2 separate regions of the Sus scrofa genome follow, and region 1 is linked to region 2. The links are chromatin contacts, called in public Hi-C maps. All regions are on one chromosome and are shown on one strand. Each heading gives the region's core, a stretch centred on a gene start, on an enhancer-like site or on the middle of the called end of the contact. The rest is flanking DNA. Distances are from core to core; before and after follow the strand shown.

The links. A called contact is a pair of places that touch in the nucleus more often than the background predicts.
Region 1: a Hi-C map of skeletal muscle shows a contact between it and region 2, with 5 times the contacts expected there. The contact joins the enhancer-like site here to the promoter of FEN1 in region 2. A contact is called at or near these places in 15 of 47 Hi-C or Micro-C datasets (embryonic fibroblasts, epiblast stem cells, fetal liver and 7 more) and 1 of 2 datasets of contacts at active chromatin or transcription factors (skeletal muscle).

The regions. Positions count from the first base shown.
Region 1 is chr2:9,642,907-9,648,157 of Sscrofa11.1, reverse strand. It overlaps FADS2 (fatty acid desaturase 2), which reads left to right. Exons shown (of 12, transcript NM_001171750.1): 5 at 786-911. It overlaps LOC106509334 (a long non-coding RNA gene), which reads right to left. Exons shown (of 3, transcript XR_001306776.2): 3 at 2,992-3,004. Among named protein-coding and RNA genes, the nearest start is that of FADS2, 21 kb to the left of the region's middle. Within about 2 kb of position 2,702, at least 33 of the 83 cell types and tissues checked have an H3K27ac peak or open chromatin away from gene starts, as enhancers often do. A contact at or near this core is called in liver, omental adipose tissue and skeletal muscle, where this site is marked.
Region 2 is chr2:9,754,612-9,759,397 of Sscrofa11.1, reverse strand. It overlaps FEN1 (flap endonuclease 1), which reads left to right and starts at 2,535. Exons shown (of 2, transcript XM_003122627.5): 1 at 2,535-2,776. It overlaps TMEM258 (transmembrane protein 258), which reads right to left and starts at 2,428. Exons shown (of 4, transcript XM_003122626.6): 1 at 2,318-2,428; 2 at 342-451. The coding sequence starts at 2,320.

The DNA of each region.
Region 1 (5,251 bases), core at 1,453-3,952, 110 kb after region 2:
CTCCGATTCGACCCCTAGCCTGGGAACCTCCATATGCTGTGAGTGTGGCCCTAAAAAGCAAAAACAAAAACAAAAACAAAATGTTGCTAGAAACATTCATGTACAAGGTTGTGTGTGGCCATGTTTTTCATTGCTCTTGGGTAGGTACCTACGAGTGAGATGCTCGGTCATATAATAGGGACCACTTCCTTTTTTTTTTTTTTGACTTTTTAGGGCCACACCAGTAGCATATGAGGTCCCCAGACTAGGGGTCAAATGGGAGCTGTAGCCGCCGGCCTACACCACAGCTCACAGCAACACCGGCTCCTTAACCCACTGAGTGGGGCCAGGGATCAAACCTGTGTCCTCATGGATACTAGTTGGGTTGGTTCACCACTGAGCCATGATGGGAATTCCCAGGGACCACTTCTTACAGTTCCCGAAACAGAAGTTCTCCTCTCTGGACAACATGAGGGGCGTGGAGGCTCACCCCTGGGGTTGGCAGAGTGAAGACTCCCCCACACCTGCTGAAACACCTGCCTCTTCCCAGCCATCACCAGCACCATCTTAGGACTGGGAAACAGGCCTGAAGGGATGGAGGGACCCGGCTCCATTCAGAAGTCCTGGCTGAGGAGCTGGCCAGCGCTCTGGCCTCAGGACTGGCAGGGCCAAGCTCAGGCGTTCAGTCAAAAGCCCTGTGTGTGATGGAGGAGTTGGCCGTGAATGCTGCAGGTGCCAGGAGTGGGGCCTGCTGTTTGTGGGTCCCCCAAGGGCTGCACAGCTCACCCCCCTCCCTTCCCCCACAGGGTGCCTCTGCCAACTGGTGGAACCATCGCCACTTCCAGCATCATGCCAAGCCCAACATCTTTAGCAAGGATCCAGATGTGAACATGCTGCATGTGTTTGTCCTGGGAGAAAGGCAGCCGGTTGAGGTAGGACTGGAGCGGACAGAAAGATCTGGGGAGTGTTTGGCCTGCGCAGGGCTCCGGGGAGGGATGGGGCGGGGGGAGCAAACAGACCCATCTGTGTCTGATGTTTACATGGAATCCTTTCCTGGGCACCCTGAATCATTCAAGCTGGAATTTCAGTGGCCTGGCCTCCTGCGTAAATAATGGATGAAGCTCTTTGTTAGCGTGTTAGCAGCCTCCCCGCCTCCCTTGGGCTGGGGAAGAACATTTTCTGGCTTGTTCCTTCCAGTGTAGCAGGAAAGCACAATTCCAGGGCTCAAGCTTGGTCCCCAAAGACCAGTACAAGGAAACCTTACTCGGAGAGTCGCAGTCCCCGAAGCAGCCAGGAGGATCCCGGCGGGTCTGGTCCCACCTGCTTCACCATAGATGCAAATGAGGCTCAGTGGAGGACTCATGGCACGAGCTCGGGGTCACAGAGTCACATCCTTTAGCCCCCAGTCGAGGCCAGATCTGACAGCCAGGCCATTTCCTCCCACTCTGTCGCACTGACTTGTTTCTGTCTTGGTTTACCTTTTATTTATTGATTGATTGATTTGTCTTTTTTTGTCTTTTGGGGGCTGCACCTGTGGCATATGGAGGGTCCCAGGCTAGGGGTCGAATCAGAGCTATACTGCCAGCCTATGCCAGCCACAGCAACGCCGGATCCCAGCCACATCTGCGACCTACACCACAGCTCACAGCCACGCCAGATCCTTAACCCACTGAGCGAGGCCAGGGATCGAACCCACAACCTCATGGTTCCTTGTCGGAGTCGTGTCCGCTGCGCCATGACGGGAACTCCTGGGTTTACCTTTTATTATAAGTAGAGAACATAGCTCTTATAAGCATTTTCTTTTTACCATGCCTGCGATGTGTGGAAGTTCCTGGACTGGGGATGGCACTTGAGCCACAGCAGCAGCCATGCCAGATTCTTAACTGCCGGGCCACCAGAGAACTTGTCATTGATATGTGGCATTCTCTGGTGGCCTAGCAGGTAAGGACTGGGCCTTGTCACTGCTGTGGCTCAGGTGCCATCCCTGGCACGGGGCACTTTCCCGTGCCTCGGGCCCACAAATAAAAAATGAAAATGAAAAACATAAAAACCCAAACTGCAGCTTCAACATCTTACATCTGGCTCGTGTCCACTTAGGTTTCCTTGCGATTCTGGTTGTTTTTCAGGGGATTCTTTTGAACTTCCTGGGAAGACCACCGGAACCTCGGAAATAATGAAAATAGAGATTCTTTGTAATAGCTCCACACTCATTTCTGGTTTGGGTTTTTTATAACCTTCCTGGAATTTCCAGAACAGAATTAAATAGGGGTGACGTCAGGGGGCAGCCTGGTTCTGCTCCCCTCCGCCACCCCCCGTCACCAAGGGGGACCATGAGGCCCTTATGCCCTTGGCTCTGGACAAGGGCTCTCAAAAGCTGTGAGGGTTGCTGCCGCCCCCTGTCCCCATCTGAGATCCTGCTTTTTCATCCTCTGGGAGGCTCCCCCCTGTCCCGAGGCCTGGCCACTCCTCACCCCCCCGGCTTCTTGCTTCACCTTGGGGAACAGGCCAAGTCCGTCCCTCGGAGAGGCCGTGGCCCTCCGCAGGGCCTTGGGGCTGGACTCCTGCCCGTCCTCGCATGCCTGCTGGCCTTGGTCCTTCTCATTTCTCTGCGGCTCCAGTTTGCAAGTTCCCAGAGGCGGGGCAGGGCTTGGCCTCTGCTCCCCTCCCCCAACCCTGACTGGACAAGGCTGGCCCTTGTCGGGCCTCAGACATTTTGTTCCGATGCTGAAAAGTCCCCTGCACATGCCCCTGGCACCCCCTCAGCTGGGCCTCGTGGTCCCTGAAACAGGCTGAACACAGGAGGGTTCAGGACTGGCTGGGGTCCAGGGTTGTGGGCCTCCGGGAAGCCAGGCCACCAGGGCTGGCCATGCTCCCCCTCCCACTGCCTTGGGCCTGCGTCCCCTTCAGCCTCGGCTAGAGGACACATCAAAGCAGGCCCTGCGTGTGCGGCCATCTCCTTGGGGTCTGGACCAGCCATCCAGACTCTCGCCCGCAGCTTGAGTGGAAGCTGTGTCTGCCTGGGTCTCTCTGGGGCCCCCACAGCCTGAGCTTTCTGCCTGTGGCTGGTGAGGCTTCTGTGGGAGGGGAGAGGAGTGCGGGTCCTCCAGGCTGGCAGCCCCCGGCGGGGTGGGGAAAGGAAGGCTGACTTTCACTGGACCCAGCACAGCCGAGCATGGCACGTGGGACGTCACTTCATCCTTGCTTAACCATGAGGCAGGAGCTGTCATCAAACCCATTTTACAGATGGAACAGCTAAGGCCAAGAGATGATATGATTTGCTCAAGGTTACAGCAAGAAAGGACAGGACCACCATCCAAAACCCAGACTGTCTGGCTCCCAGCCAGGGCAATCCCGGTCCTGCAGGGGCCCTGCCCAGGGCTACCACCTGCTGGACACTAGGTGTGTTTGTTAGCTCTCTCCAGCTTCCTGATGAATTATGAAGCCAGAAGCCCCTCCTCCTGGCTTGGTGCATTCTAAAACCCTTCTCCCCGTTCCCGTTGTGGCTCAGTGGTGACAAGCCTGACTAGGATCCATGAGGATGCAGGTTCGATCCCCGGCCTCCCTCAATGGGTTAAGTTAAGACTATTTCTGGGAAGTTCCCGTCGTGGCGCAGTGGTTAACGAATCCGACTAGGAACCGTGAGGTTGCGGGTTCAGTCCCTGCCCTTGCTCAGTGGGTTAACAATCCAGCATTGCCGTGAGCTGAGGTGTAGGTTGCAGACGCGGCTCAGATCCTGCATAGCTGTGGCTCTGGTGTAGGCTGGCAGCTACAGCTCCGATTCAACCCCTAGCCTGAGAACCTCCATATGCCACGGGAGCAGCCCCAGAAAGGGCAAAAAGACAAAAAAAAAAAAAAAAAAATTTAACTCCCCAGGTGCGCCCAGCCTGAGTCCTTCTATGGGGACTTCTGGTCTCTTCCAGCCCACCTGGGCTGCCCTGAGTGCTCACTCCCCCAAGAAGAGCTGGGCCAGCCCAAGAGGGTCCTATGGGCCCAGGCCTGTCCCGTGGGTTCACCTGCAGGGCAGAGACGTGGAGGGGAGCGCTCCCGTCTAGGGCCAGAACAGCCCGCAGACAAAGTCTGGGCCTATTTCCTGGTTTCTGGGAGGAGGTTAGAGCAGGACCCAGGAACCTGTTTTGTGGCCCACGAGCTCCCCAGAACCCCAGACCCAACTGGCCACTCAGGGGGCATCTCTAGTCCCTCCTCCTCTGGAAAGTTGTTCAAGAGTGTCTGGGGTCCCCCCGGCTGGGACCTCTCCAAGGCCAGCCTCAATCTTAATGACACCTTTGTGCAAAGAACAGACGACATTCTGGGGATGGGGAGACCCCTGCTGAGACACAGGAGGCCCCACAGAACAAAGGGATCGATTCTGATGGCTCTTGGGCCCTGTGGCCATGGCTGCTGATGCCAAGATGCATGTCCCGGGGATAGGCTTGGCTTTGCTCCCAGCCACCCGACTGCGGGCTCTCCCTGTGATTTTGGCAGTCACTCCTATCTCAGTGCTCTCGCCTGGAGAACGGGAGCACTGGCCCTGAGGACATCCGGGGTTTCTCCAGCCGTAACATGCTTTGATCTCCCAGCTGTAACAAGCAGAAACAGACATCACTGGATGAGAGTGGCTGACCTTCGGAGCCGGGGTGGGGTGGGTAAGGGGCCGTGTCCCAGGAGACAGCCCCTGGCATTTATGCCCATATTCTCATTGGCTCCTCCTTTTTTTTGCCACACCTGCGGCATATGGAGGTTCCCAGGCTAGGGGTCCAATTGGAGCTGTAGCCGCTGGCCTTCGCCATAGCCACAGCCACGCGGGATCTGAGCTGCGTCTTCGACCTACCTACACTACAGCTCATGGCAACGCCGGATCCTTAACCCACTGAGCAAGGCCAGGGATTGAACCCGCAACCTCATGGTTCCTGGTTGGATTCGTTAACCACTGAGCCATGATGGGAACTCCTCACTGGCAGCCCTTAACCACCAGTGATTTAGATGCCAAACAGGGCTCAGGCAGGCCAAGTGCCTCGTGCAGGGTCTCAGTGCTGGTGAGAGGGCAGAGCCCAGGCCTGGGCTCCCTGCCTGGCCCCCCAGCATCGCAGGTGAGAGCACTTGCTCCTCTGCAGGTGGCATTGTTTGTCCCCAAGGATCAGGGTGGGCTGGTCCCTAGGGGGCCGGATCCTGGAGTGAAGGGGCTGCAGGGACCCTATGGGGCCCGAGGCTGCCCCACCCCGACTCTTGCTCCTGCTTAGTGTGGCCTGAGCCACTTTGTATAGTGAGGATGCCC
Region 2 (4,786 bases), core at 1,286-3,785:
AACCTCCAACCTCATGGTTCCTCATCGGATTCGTTAACCACTGCGCCACGACGGGAACGCCTATACCACGTTTTCAACTTCATGTCCCCATCCTCAGCCTCCCGTCCAGCCAGGCCCTCTGCTTCACTGTCCCGAAAATCTGAAGAGCAAATTGAGCTCGCCCGGGCTTGGAAAATAAGGTCACAATCGGGCTTTGGACATCCAACAGCCTTCCCTCAACTCCTTACCTCCCCCCATCTCCGCGCTAGAACAGAACTGGCAGGGGGCTTGTATCCAGCATGGTTTCTCCCACAGTTTCCCAATCGCTACTTCTGGCCACTGGCTACTCAGTGAAAGGATACACGAAGAACCAGGCGGTAAAGAACATGCCAATGGCCAACAGCACCACCGTCAGGTGGGGGAAGACGGCTGGGTTCACCGGGCTGGTGTATCTGCTCATGGCCTCAAGCTCCTAGGGGAGGGCATGAAATCAGAGCCATCAAAGAATCCCATGACGTCAACCTGGGGGTCCTCTGGGGTTATCAGGGAGCCTCGTGCTGCTGTGACTACTAGAAGCTCATTTCAGCCCGGGACATGTGGAAATCCTTCAGAATCACCATCAAAGGATAATGATTGGGAATGATAACAATTACAACGATATCTCAAACTAAGGTCGCGTTTTGTCTTTTCAATGAGACAAGAAGGGCCGCTGAGAGGCAGAGACTGAGACACAGAAAGTGCCTGATCAATGGTCCTTGACATGAGGCCACTGACCACTGTGAAAAAAAAAAACGTGATGAAAGGTATGGACTCTGCCTGGAAAAACCACACACAAGAAAAAGCTCTTTTTCTTTTCTTTTTTTGTCTTTTTGCCATTTCTTGGGCCACTACTGTGGCATATTGACGTTCCCAGGCTAGGAGACAAATCAGAGCTGTAGCTGTAGACCTACACCAGAGCCACAGCAACGCGGGATCTGAGCCATGTCTGCGACCTACAGAGCTCACGCCAACACCGGATCCTTAACCCACTGATCGAGGCTAGGGATCGAACCTGCAACCTCATGGTTCCTAGTCAGATTTGTTAACCACTGAGCCACGACAGGAACTCCAAAGCTCTTTTTCTTTTTAGCCACACCAGCAGCATGTGGAAGTTCCCGGGCCAGGGGCTGAACTCTCTCTGCAGTGGCAGCAACTCCAGCTTCGCAGCCCGCTCCACTACGGGGGAATTTGTAATTTTGCTTATGGTTTGAGAAGTTTTATGGACCCATGTCTGTAGGTATCAAGCTAAGAATCCTTGCTGGAAGACAGAACTGGACTGGTACCCTGATCTCAACTCCTGCACTAGTAAGGAATCTTGAGATCTACAGGCAAAAGACCTAAGTTATAATTCTGGCTCTAGTGAGTAAACATGAGTCTCAGTAAAGGGATTATAATAATCTCTCTCTCACAAGGTTGATGTATGATTTAAGGCAGATGACAAACGTCACAGCCTCTAACTCACTGCCTGGCATGGAGTAGTTGCTTAATGGCTTTTTGTTTCCTTCCCAAGGTTAGAGAGCAAATTATGAGATAATGCCTGTGAAAGAGGGCTGTAAAACGTAAAGTTCTGCACAAATGTTAACTCCCATTGTCACCCACCGCCCAACGCTTCTAAAATCCAGAACATAACAACTCTAGAGAAGTAAATTGACCCCATTGTTCTAAGAGACACTGGAATTCAATTCAGTAAACATGTATGTCCCCCCACCCCCCCAAATGATAAAGACAATCGCTGCCATTGACTGACCCTCCAATTGCAGGCCCCGTGTTTGGCACTGGGAATACAAAGATGAATAGACATCATCCCAGGGCTAGAGGCACGTCAGCTGGTGGTCACTAGTAGGCGTGGCAGATAACAAAGAAGTACATGACACGTGGCAAAAGGCTGGTACATAGGTTGTGGGAGCTCCCAGGAGAGAGGGGACAAGTGCCCGAGACAGCTGGAAGTGCTTCATCAAGAAGGTGACATTTGCCCAGGGCCGTGTAGGATAAGCACGAGTTCCACAGGGGGGAAAAACTTTCCAGATACACGTCACAGAAATCAAAACTCCAAGGTTTTTAAAATGCACCCCACGCTTCTAAATCGGGAGATCTGAAACCTAGTGAGATCAAAACCACAGCCTACGGAGTCTACGGCAAGGGGCTTCCCTTCCCCGCCCCTCAGCCCAAGCCGAAGGATCCAGGAGCCTCCCGCCCTCTGGACCTCGGGCGCCTGAGGCCTCTGCGAGAGAAACCGGCTGTGGGGCGAGCCCCGAGGGGTCCCCAGAGCCCTGTGGGAAACACCTCTCAATCCTCTCACCATTTTGCCGGGCACAGGGTAAACCGCCGTTCCGCCACCGGAAGAACACGTCGGCAGGAGCAGGCGCGCAGTTCAGCCGGAAGAGGAAGCGCAGCTGCGCGAGTGGCATTGTGGGATTTGTAGTCCTGTGGTGGGGGGCGGCAACGGGATCTGGGGCCGGCGGGGTCCCGGGGTGGAGTGGGAACAAGTGGTGGAGAAGGGTAGGGTCGGGTCGCTGAGCGAGCCTGTTCACCCTGGCTGGAGTCTTTGTCTTGAGAGAAGCAGGCCGAGGGCTCCGGGGCCTGTACTACACTTCCCAGGAGGCTGTGCGCCGCGGTAGGTCATGTGACGGGAGCGCGGGCTTTGGAAGGCGGCGGAGCGAGAGGCTACCCGCGGCTGAGGAGCGAGTTGGGCTGAGGTCGGCCCTGGGCCACACAGGAGCAATCGCCAGCTGCCGAGGCTTCACGTCCCAGAGGCCAGGTGAGACCCGCGGGAAGCGCCTCGAGAGCGGCGGGCCCGCTTTGCGCCGGGTGCTGGAGAAGGCCGGCCGCTGCCGTGCGCCGGACGGAGGGAGCGCGGGATTCGCCATCTGGCGGGCCCGCCACTTTCCGTTGTGAGCCTGGGGCCAGTCGCTGAACCCCCGAGCCTCTTTCTTCATTTGTAGAAGAAGGATAATAACTCCCACCTCCTGGAGTCGTTTTGTATGGTGACTTAGGTGCTGGAGGAGAGACAGTTTTGGAACTGCACTTGTCCAGATTCCTTTCCTTCCTGCCTTTGTCGGCCTCGGTGGTGGGATACTCGGCTAACGAGGCACTGGCTCCTGGGTACACATTCTAGCAAAGCAGATAGGTTGGGGCCTGAACCGAAGGATCGAGTGGGTTCTGGAGGGGGAATTTTTATAGAGCACCTAGCGTTTGTTGGAGGGGTTTTTGTCTGGTACCTCAGTTAACTCTGACAGTAATTCTGCAAGGCAGGCATGGTTCCCATACTTGATAGATGAGAAAACCAAACCTAAATGGCTTAGTAACGTCACAGACTAAGTGACATAATGGTATTACCGAGGTGGTGAGTGCTGGTGCCTGGGTTCAAGGCCACCGCCATTCGCAGGTGAGAACTAGGTGAGACGGACATTGAAGAAAAGGGCTTCAGGATGGTGGGAGGAAGGCACCGCCGAGCAAAAGTGAGACAGGGCGGTCCTTAGACCAGCCTTTCTCTTCGATTCTAAGAGTGTAAAGTTAAGTTGGGAATCAGCATGAAAGATCTTGATGCTGTAAGTCCCTTATGTTTTAGAAAGAACCCTGTGAAGGACGAGTGGGAACAATTAGAAGGCCTAGTGTACTATTTCTTTGAGTGTTGGACACAGTGCCAGTGGTGCCTTCAGCATCCTTTTTATTTTATTTTTTATTTTATTTTATTATTTCTAGGACCACACCCGCAGCACATGGAGGTTCCCAGGCAAGGGGTCAAATCAGAGCTGCAATTGCTGGCCTACACCACAGCCACAGCAATGCCAGATCCGAGCTGTGTCTGCGAACTGCACCACAGCTCACGGCAATGCTGGATCCTTAACCCACTGAGCGAGGCCAGGGATCGAACCCACAACCTCATGGTTCCTAGTCGGATTTGTTTCCTCTGCGCCACCACAGGAACTCCTCAACATCCTTTTTAAAAGTATTGAGTTATAACTGATATAACACAGGTATTATTACTTAAGATGAGTTCTTTTTTTTCAATTTAGTTTTTAGAAGATGGTGTCCACATGAAAAATATTAAGTGAATGAAAGTACAGGTTTTAGTGGGAAGTGGCAGAAAATTGTGAGGGTGGATTAGGCCCGACTGAAGTTTGGGAAATACTTCCGTAGGAAATCTTTTGTTGAGGGGCCTGGACCACAGAAATTCAGTTCTGGGCTGAGGGACTCCAGCATGCAGGCCCCTGCACCGGGACCTGGGGTGGAGTAGGAGCTGTGGAGCTCACAATTCAGACTTAGCAGTGGAGAGAAAATGTGGAAGTGGCAGACTTAAAACAGCATCACGTTAGAGGTGGAAGTGCTGAAGGGTTACTGCAGAGAGATCCAGGTGGTGTTGCAGAAGCCACAGCACTCCCATTCGGATGCTACTTTTGCCAGCTGCTCTGTCCTCCAGAGTAACAGAATAAAGAGGAAACAGAATGTGGATATATGTAAAGAGACCCAGTTTAAGGAACTGGAGTGAAAAGTTGAAAATCACAGGGCAGGTAGGAGTGGCAGCTGCAGTCTTTTCTGGGGAGGCTGCACCCTTGACATGCAAATGTTCCCGGGCCAGGGATTGAACCTGCACCACAGCAGTGACAATGTCGGGTCCTTAACCACGAGGCCACCAGGGAACTCCGATGCTGCAGTCTTGAGGCAGGATTTCTTCATGAAACCTGTTTTTGCTCTTACAGCCTTTCAGCTGATTTTGATGAGGCCTACTCACGTTATGGAGGGCAGGCTCCTGAAAGTCAGCTGACAG